2 separate regions of the Hordeum vulgare genome follow, and region 2 is linked to region 1. The links are chromatin contacts, called in public Hi-C maps. All regions are on one chromosome and are shown on one strand. The core of a region is the stretch at or near the end of the contact, and the rest is flanking DNA. Distances in the headings are between cores, read along the strand shown.

The links. A called contact is a pair of places that touch in the nucleus more often than the background predicts.
Region 2: a contact with region 1 is called in a Hi-C map of seedling, with 2.5 times the contacts expected there. The contact joins the promoter of LOC123425678 here to the enhancer-like site in region 1. A contact is called at or near these places in 2 of 6 Hi-C or Micro-C datasets (leaf and seedling).

Annotation. Positions count from the first base shown.
Region 1 is chr2H:163,255,629-163,260,237 of MorexV3_pseudomolecules_assembly, forward strand. It overlaps LOC123425674 (kinesin-like protein KIN-4C), which reads left to right. Exons shown (of 27, transcript XM_045109377.1): 26 at 8-577; 27 at 680-1,454. The coding sequence ends at 1,015. Among protein-coding and RNA genes, the nearest start is that of LOC123425674, 10 kb to the left of the region's middle. Within about 2 kb of position 3,058, at least 3 of the 3 cell types and tissues checked have open chromatin away from gene starts, as enhancers often do. A contact at or near this core is called in leaf and seedling, where this site is marked.
Region 2 is chr2H:163,861,899-163,866,482 of MorexV3_pseudomolecules_assembly, forward strand. LOC123425678 (brefeldin A-inhibited guanine nucleotide-exchange protein 5) reads left to right here and starts at 1,705. Exons shown (of 32, transcript XM_045109385.1): 1 at 1,705-2,026; 2 at 2,133-2,320; 3 at 3,313-3,434; 4 at 3,515-3,573; 5 at 4,029-4,086; 6 at 4,191-4,275; 7 at 4,374-4,580. The coding sequence starts at 1,912.

The DNA.
Region 1 (4,609 bases), core at 1,808-4,307:
AATGTAGAGTGCTCGAGGTAAGAATTCCTACTGGTCGGATGACATGGAAATATCAGATGCCGAGGAGTCGGGAGAATTAGAAGATATGAGTGATGATGGATCTGATACAGATTGGGTAGAGTCATCCAGGAAAGTCAATAATACACGGCGGCGAACATCCAACCCAAGTAGCAATAATTCACTTGCAGATGTTAAGTCTCAGAAGCCCAGCGAGGAAATTCCCACTGCCCAGAAAGAGCAAGCTCCTTCACAGTGCTGCTCGTGTTCATCAAAATCATTGTGCAAGCTCACCAGATATTGTGAGTGCAGAGCTCTAGGTTCACAATGTGGTACTGGCTGCGGGTGTAATGCTTCGAAATGTTCCAATAGGGTGCGCGTCATCAAGGAAGAAATAGACGATGAACCACCATCTGAGAAGGAAGGTAGCGAGTTTGGTAATGTTTCTTCTTCAGAGAATGATGCCAAGATGAAGGAAGATGTGAAGCAAGGAATCATGCTTCTTGAGAATGCTGTGGCTGAGAAGGAAGCTCAGCAGCCAAAATCAAGAAAACCATTGGCGGACATTGGAAATACAGATGTAAGTGCACAATTATTTCAGTCGCTCGCGCGACCGACCGTTTTTGCTGTCATGGACATTTTTGTACGGTGACAGACTCATTTTTCTATGTATAACTTTCAGGTGAAACAAGGTGGGGCAAAACCGAAGCAGAGGAAGAACTGGCGCAAGACGGCAACAATCCAGCTCGTCCCCACCGAGCCTCCTCCACCGACCTCTGCACCAGATAACCCTGAAGCCGCTCCGCAGAACAGGGCCGACATTCCCCTGAGGCTGCCGAGGGCAATGTCTGCCGCCGTGGACAGCAACCCTCTCACGGACCGCAACGCCGCCAAGGCAGGCGAGTCCGTGAGCAGCAACAAGGAGAACGGCAGCCTTGCCATGGCGAGGGCACCGGCTCTGCCCCCTGCTCGGTTGCGAAAGAACGCTGCCATGGAGAAGGAGAACCACCTGGGATGATCGATCGTCAGCCTGCTAGTGTGACGAGCGTGTTGGGGAGAGATTGCAGAAGAGGACGAGGTTAAACTGTCATAACCGACGAGCGCCGAGATCCCCCCGTGGAGATGATCGGTTGGGTCCTTTTGCCGAGCCAAGAATTGTGTTTTCTGTGGCATCCGAGCGAGAGCGGAGTAGCACTTCTGTTTTCTGTAGCCGGTTCTCCCGGGGAATGTCTGTTAAGTTAAAACTGGGAGGTTCAGATGTATGTTTGTTGTGAAGCCAGTTTTGCTGGCTGGCTCGTGTACTGCGGTGGGAGGTTACCTGACAGATAACAGTTTCTCTGCTGTTGCCTAAATAATTGTAGAGTAGTTGGGAAGAACTAGTTTAGTTCTTTCCAGATATAATTATTTAGGTATATATATGCCTGTGTGCGCGTTGGTCGCGGTACACTTGATTGTTAGATCCATTCCTGGCAGATGGGCGGATGGGAATTTTTCAAAGCCAGCAATTGGTTCCCGTGCATGTTCTTTCTCGTCTCGTCTGTCTATCTGTCTGTCCACCTTTGATGCTGAACGTGAAGCAGCAAGTTGTGGTGGAGGGCTTTCAGTTTCCCTTGAAGAAGTGTAGTGTAGCCAGCATGATTACAACCTGGAAGTTGGAAACCGGTCAAGATCATGGGCCAGATTGAATACTGTACACTATTTGAAGCCGTTAGGCATGACTTGCCATATGAACGTACCACCGACCGAGCAGCTTGCCTGAATTTAGTCAGACTCGGTTGAGTTTTCCCAGCAAGTTTGAAGCCCTGAATCTAATTCCAAATTTCCAACCCAACCCAACCAAAAGAAATCGTCGTGAATCTGGTGACCAGTTTCTGGTAGTTTATTTTTTATTTTGTTGGAGGGGTACCAGTTTCTGATGGCTGCAGTGCAGAGAGAATACCATTCTTCTGTCGGGTCCGTGCGTCATTGGCTAATCTCATCGGCCTGCCAGTCCAGTCCACACACATCCCTGTCGCGCCGTACGATGCGATTAGCAGCTAGTACTCCCTCCGGTCTTTTTACTCCCTATATTAGATTTGGATCAAGTCAAACTTTATAAAGTTTGACCAGATATATATTGAAAAATATCAACATCTACAATACCAAATATACATATCATGAAACCACCTTTCGTAATGAATCTAACAATATTTATTTGACATTGTGAATGTTGATACATGTTTCTATAAATTTGATCAAAGTAGAGATATTTTGATTTCGAACAAAGCTAATATGCAGACTAAAATGTACCGGACGGAGTACTATTCCCCGGTCCAAAGTGAACACGGCGGGCGACGCACGTGAGGGCGTGACCAAGTGTTTGATTATTAATCAATCATATTGCGCCTGACTAGATTAGATTAACTGGATTGGATTAGCGTGCCACGCCGCTGTCGGAGCTCGAGACTGACACAGCTACAGACCTATAACGGCTACTTAAACCACGACGTAATGGAGTATATATTATACTTCCTCCGTCCCAAAATAATTGTCTTAAGCTTGATACAACTTTATACTAGAGCTAGTATAAAGTTGAGACAGTTATTTTGAGGCGAAGGGAGTATATAGTAATTAATTGGTGGTTAGTCTCAAAGGAGCAGGGGCAAGACGTTCAGTAGCCGTTATGAAAATTGTATGGACCAAAACATCTTCTTGGGTTTTGGGAAGGGAATTGGCTTCTTTCTTTCTGAGATGATGAGTGGGAGTGGGGAGATGGAAGCGGCAGCGGCCCATGCGCTTGCTTCACCTGTAGCCTGTGTAGCTGCACGGAAGGGATGCTCTACGTTGCCGGGACGTACGTACAAGTTTTTATCTCCTGGCACCGGATTCTGAGATTCGGCTTTCGAGCGGATTGCTCCTGTACTAGTACGAGTATATCTATTCTGGTGGAAAGAAAGACGGGACAATTTTCTAGCACAAAAACGTCCAAGCGGAGAACGGTGGGGGCACACACTCCTTGACCCGGACGGCTCTCCCTCCTCCTCCTTCATTATTGGTGAGAGGTGCCAAAATTTGAAAAGGCGGGAGGAACAAAAGGGGGGCTCATCTCATCATTGTCGCCATTTGCGGGGCTCTGGATTGGCCGTGCCCGTGAGTGAACGGGCACGAGGAAAGGGAGCCTCCAACTCTTTTTATTTACTTAGAGCAACTCTACCAGGCCCCGCATCTCATCGGCTAGCAAAACGCGTTTGCAGTTCGCGCAAAATCATTTTTGCGTGCCGGTGCGGACTGGCACAGATGCAGACCCCCCAAACGGATTGGTAAAAAGATATATTCGCGGAATATGTTTTTTTACGGGTTGGCTTCTACGGGTTCTGTTCGGGTTCCACCGCGACGACCCGCAAACAGAAAACTATAAATCTCGTATTTGACATAGGGTTTGGCAAACAAGTTTAAATTCAAACGAAATAAACAGTTTGTGCGCAAATAAAAGTGAAGTTCATTACGCAAAAGAAGGCATGCAAAGGTTTGCGCCCATGTCCGGCATCATCTTGGGGGTCGATCTTCACCCCGCGCCATGAAGTCCATATTGAAGTTCATCGACGCCACCGAATCCACATTCGTCGCTTGTTCCAACTCCCGCACCGAAATCATCCACATTGGCACTATATGAAGCAGAAAACATCACCGGAACTGGAACACGGACCGGTCGAGGCGACCATTCTCCTCTTCAAGATCTCTCTCCTTGCCATATCATGTCATGTTTTGGTGAGGTCGTCCATGTCATTGCGGTTCATTGACATGATCTTGTTTTCCTCGGCAAGCAACAATGATATCGATTTGGTTTCAGAGGCGCGTGCTTTTCTCTCCTCAATGGCAGCTTTGCGGAGCCCCTCTTCCTCGTGCATTTGCCATTTTTCTTGCTTCTCTTTTGCCTTCTTCTCGGCCAACTCTTTCTTGATCTCCAACGACTTCAACAACATCAAGTCGTTTGATTGCACCATGGCATCAATCTTCTCCCTCAAGCTCGCTGCTTCTTGCTCTCTCTTCATCTTCTCTTTAGTCTTCTTGTCGTCATCGGGCTTGTGCAAATTTCTTGGTCCATCATCATCCTCATCTTCATCCATGTTTATAAGTGAGCCTCTCTTTGGTGGGGATTCTCTGTTGATCAACTTCCACTTGTCGCACTTTTGGAGCAACTCCCAACAATGCTTTAATTTGAAGAATTTGCCTTCCGAAGCTTCCATGTCCTTGTATCTATGTTGAGCAATCTTGTCCTAAAAAATGTGAACAAAGTGATGCAATCATTTCCCATGATACATTATGATGATGCAGAAGTTGAACAAAGGAAAAACAAACTCACACAGTCGGACTCCACGGTGCCACTTGGAGGTGCATTGCGTACTTGCTCCAAGCAAGCTCCTCAATGGCTGCACATAGGTTTGATATTCTCCCAACGCCCTTGAAGTGACCGAAATGTGCGTGCAGTCCTATTAGGATACTTTTTCATAATGCAGAAGTATTGATCTTCGATCCTTTGCCAATATCTCTTGGTGGTTTGAGAAACACCCGTGCATGCATCAAGAGACACCTCACTCCATGCTTGGATCAAAGCTTGATCTTCCAAGATCGT
Region 2 (4,584 bases), core at 455-2,954, 600 kb after region 1:
GGGACGACTTGCGAATTGGATCGCGGAGATGTTCAATTACATCAACCGCGTTTCTTAACGCTTCCCGCTTAGCGGCCTACAAGGGTATGTGGATTCGATCTCCCCTCTCGTAGATGATCATCACCATGGATAGGTCTTTCGTATGCGTAGGAAAATATTTGTTTCCCATGCAACGTTCCTCGACAGTCGGGCGTGTATGTAATGCGAGGATAGGTGGTGACTAACGTTTGGTGAGGCAACCCATCCGGTATTTGGACCTACTTTGACTAGGTTGAACCCGAGTCCCATACAAAATTCTATATAGATAATTGATGGTAAAAGTTTCCACGCCCTCGGCCTGGGCCTTGTGTGCCCGAGGCCTGGCTCCACTACTCGCGTCGATGGGAGCTAGGTGAAACTCTAATCGCCTTATTTACCCGAGAGCCATGAGACGAAGCGGTATCCCTACGATACTTCAACTTTATTAGCGAGGACTTTTTTGGTCCACTCAAACCTCTTAATAGTTTTCTTTGTTCTTTCTATGTTATATCAAACACTCTCATGTAAAATCATGTAGCATTATAATCCTATAAAAGATCCAAGTTAATATAAGATAATACTTTAATCAAACCTTTTCCTATTCTCTTGATTTGAAAATTGGGTTAACCAAAGAGGACCTAAAATTGTGAGTCATGGGAACTAAGCCTTTTTTTTGAAAAACCAAGCTTAACTTAGATGAAACCAACCCACCCGGCTTCAAATCTTAGATTTGATACAAGTGCTCACATATTTTTTGAATTTATTTCAGTCTCTCGTACATTAATTTTTTAATAATATGATGTGCCCCACAACTGTGGGGTACCTCACGACTACGTCAATTTCAAGATCTCCCGACTCAATATTTCAAAGGTGCTCATAGAACAAGAGCGCATGCACTTATTCATAAGTGTAAGTGTGCGTGTATTGTGACTGTTTGCTTCTGTACCATGTTTCTAAAATTATTAATCATATACATGGTACAATGACGTGAACCAGTATCATGATTACATTATTTTACCAAATGATGGTAAGAATTTGTATGGGATAAATATGCAAAGAGAGTTTGTGATTTAAGATCTATACATAAATGAGCATAACAACTATAGATCAAACACCGAGACGTAAGTAAATGCAACCTGGCTTTATATGTGGGCTCTGTTCAGTTAGGAAGATAGAATGTATTCGGATTTAGATGTATATGTCATCTTAGGTTGTGCATTGCGATCAAGACAGAAAGGAAAATGAGAAAAATTAATGTTAATTTTACTAATTAATACCATTACATGCAAGGAATTGATCAATGCATGTCGTGCTAGGTTAGTCTCAAGTCATTAAAAGTATACATGCATCATGTCTTTTATTGGTTGATTTCTTTATTCATCTTAAAAAACAACAAAAAAGGTGAAAGTTAATGCATCATGCCTTAATATTTTGAGATTATTTGATTTTCGTAACATGATTTATAAACCGAGACCGATGGAGTATACATTGCAAAACTGTAAATGCTTGATGAGGTGATTAGCAAAACAAAACAAAACCATCGTTTGTCGACGTGTTCTCCCATAGGCCCGTCTGGCCTAAACCTTTGCGCACACGCACCGAATCTTCTGCACAGATAGTCTGCTACTGCGTGTGCGTGGGAGGTCGTGGCAAGGCAAAGTATATTGCCGTGAAAGAAATTTGGCAAATGGTCCTGGCGATCCGTTGAAACCCGCGATCGAAACAGGTCGACGAGTGAGGCGCCCAGATCCAAACCCCCCTCCCCTCTCTCTCTCTCTCTCTCTCCAGATCTCGCGTCCCCTCCCTCTCCTCGGATCTAACCACTCCATTTCCTCCCCACTCGCCCCGCCGCGACCCGGAGGAGGAGGAGGAGGAGGGAGATCCGCCGCGGCCATGGCGGGCGCCGCGGGAGGCTTCGTCACCCGGGCCTTCGAGGCCATGCTCAAGGAGTGCTCCGCCAACCGCGGCAAGTTCGCCGCGCTCCAGCAATCCATCCAGTCCTACCTCGGTGCGTCCACGCCTTCCGCCACCACCCCGCGCATTGGGGATACCGCAGCTGCGCGCGCGCGCCCGATCGGTGATCGACTAAGCTCTGGTTTGCGTGTCTGTCGCAGATGCCATCAAGGGGGCGGCGGCCCAGGAGCAGCAGGAGGACGGCGCGCCGGCGCCTGTCACGCATGTGCTGGCCTCGGCCGGGCGCGTGCTGGAGGGCACCCAGGCCGAGCTGGTGCTGCAGCCGCTGCGCCTCGCCTTCGAGACCAAGCACATCAAGCTCGTCGAGCCGGCGCTCGACTGCCTCCATGTAATGTCTGTCTCCTTTTCCTGGTCGTTGCTACCTCTTCACCCGCCGGAGGCTTACAAACCAGAAACCGGGTTACATTGTCGCCGCAAATGCGGTGCGGCAAGAGTGATCGTTCACTACGGTAGCAAACTTGAATTGATCTTTCACTACAGCAGCAGGCCCCCCTGAAAGGCATTGGTCCTTGGGGCTGGGATGCCCTGTGTAGGGGATACTTTATTTGCTGATGTGGTGATAGATGGTGTATGAGACCATTGTTGTTCATTCCATATGACTGGAAGCATTACACAACCCCTTGCATTTGGCCATCTGGGTTCGGGATGTAAACAGTCTCTATACTGTTTTGACAAGCATACAATTCTGACAAGATCGACATCGGTCATAGACTATCATCATGTATGTACTGGATGTTGGACCAAACTTGGAGTCGGAGAGTAAAATCAGTGCGTATGCATAGACAGCTATTACCAAATTGATTCATAACTGAAAGGTTTTAGTTGACAAACTTAACATAAGTGTTATTGTAACAAGACAACAAAACTTTCAGTTAGAAAAAGACCACAAAACAGGCAAATGAAGATGCTTACTTCAGTTCTATGCTTGTTATATTGGTATAGTTTTGTTTATTTGGCAGTTCATTTGTCTACTATTCATAAACATCAATGTAAATCTGAATATAAGTCCACAGCTATCACATATACATATATGGTGTGTACCATACCTTGTCCATATGGTATCCAATATATGGCCTTTCGTTGTGTTTGCTAGCTCAGGATATGCTACACTGCAAGGGTGTCTAGACAAGTGTCTTCTTCATTCTGATTGTGCCACACTCTAAATGAATACCCCAATTGCCGCTCCATGTGTAGGATCACTCAAATATGTTTTTCGCCACCTTTGAAACATCGTGTAACCTTTCGTATTTACGTTGCAATATCACATGAGACTTGCTGGACAACTTTTTCTGATTGGGCGGTTTCCATTTCAATTACCAGAAACTTGTTGCTTATGACCATCTGGAAGGTGATCCTGGTCTAGAAGAGGGTAAAAATTCCCCACTATTTACTGACATCCTGAACATGGTATGTGGGTGTGTTGATAACACCTCCTCTGACAGGTATGCATTACATTAAGTTCATATCATGTTAGGTCACAATTATGCACAGGTACTGATATGAGTTAACACGTCTTTTGCAGTACTGTTCTCCAGGTCTTGAAAGTGCTCCTCAACGCTGTTGCTTCAAATAGGTTTAGAGGTAACCTTCCAGTCATGCTAAGCTCATTTTTACATCTCTTAACATTGTGCTTATTATGCAAGTTAGAAGCTAATGCGTCTGTTTGGATAGGATCACTAAGCTATGATAATATCATCGTCTGGCAAAAAGTGTAGATTATTAGTGCCGTGTTGGCCATGCCCCCTCCTGAAGCTCTGATCTGACATGAAGCTTAACTTTGTGTACAGATAACCCCAAAATTTATATCTGAGATTGCAGACTTGTTTGCTGCCATGTATTTTTTGTGGTAAATTAAAATCATATCTGTAGTTATCTTTGTAGAAAGCCTCTAGGCAAACAAGTTCAAAGTTGTTAACCAATTATTATGCATAGTCAGTGAGGAGGTGTAAGTATTGCTGCCTGTAGCTGGCTTTCCATATGTAACATTCATGTGAGATGCGAGAATGCTTAGTTTGACACTTTTTGTTGTAATGCAGTACATGGAGAACCATTGCTTGGAGTGATTAGGGTATGCTATAACATTGCCCTTAACAGGTAATTTTTTTAGCAGACTCTTAACTGGTAATTGTTATATTACATTTTCATGCTTGCTGTATTATGATTCTGATACATGCTTAAACTTTTTGCTGGTATTTCAGCAAGAGCCCTGTGAACCAGGCTACCTCAAAAGCCATGTTAACACAGATGATCAGCATTGTATTCAGGAGGATGGAGTCCGAGCAGGCAACTTCCCTCCCTGAACTTATATTAGCATTACATAAAAGAAAAATGGCCCATTGAAGTTTTTTCTCGGTGTTGATCTTTCTTTTTATGTGTCTCAGGCTTCTGTACCACCTGCAAGTTCTGCAGTTAAAGATGCACCTTCGTCTAGCACAAAGGAGGACTCAGAAAATGGAGAAATATCCACTGACAAGCAGGATGAGGAAAAAACTACTCTTGGAGATGCGTTGTCCATGAACCGTGCTTCAGAAGCATCTCCAACATCCGTTGAAGAGCTTCAGAATCTTGCAGGAGGAGCGGACATTAAGGTAG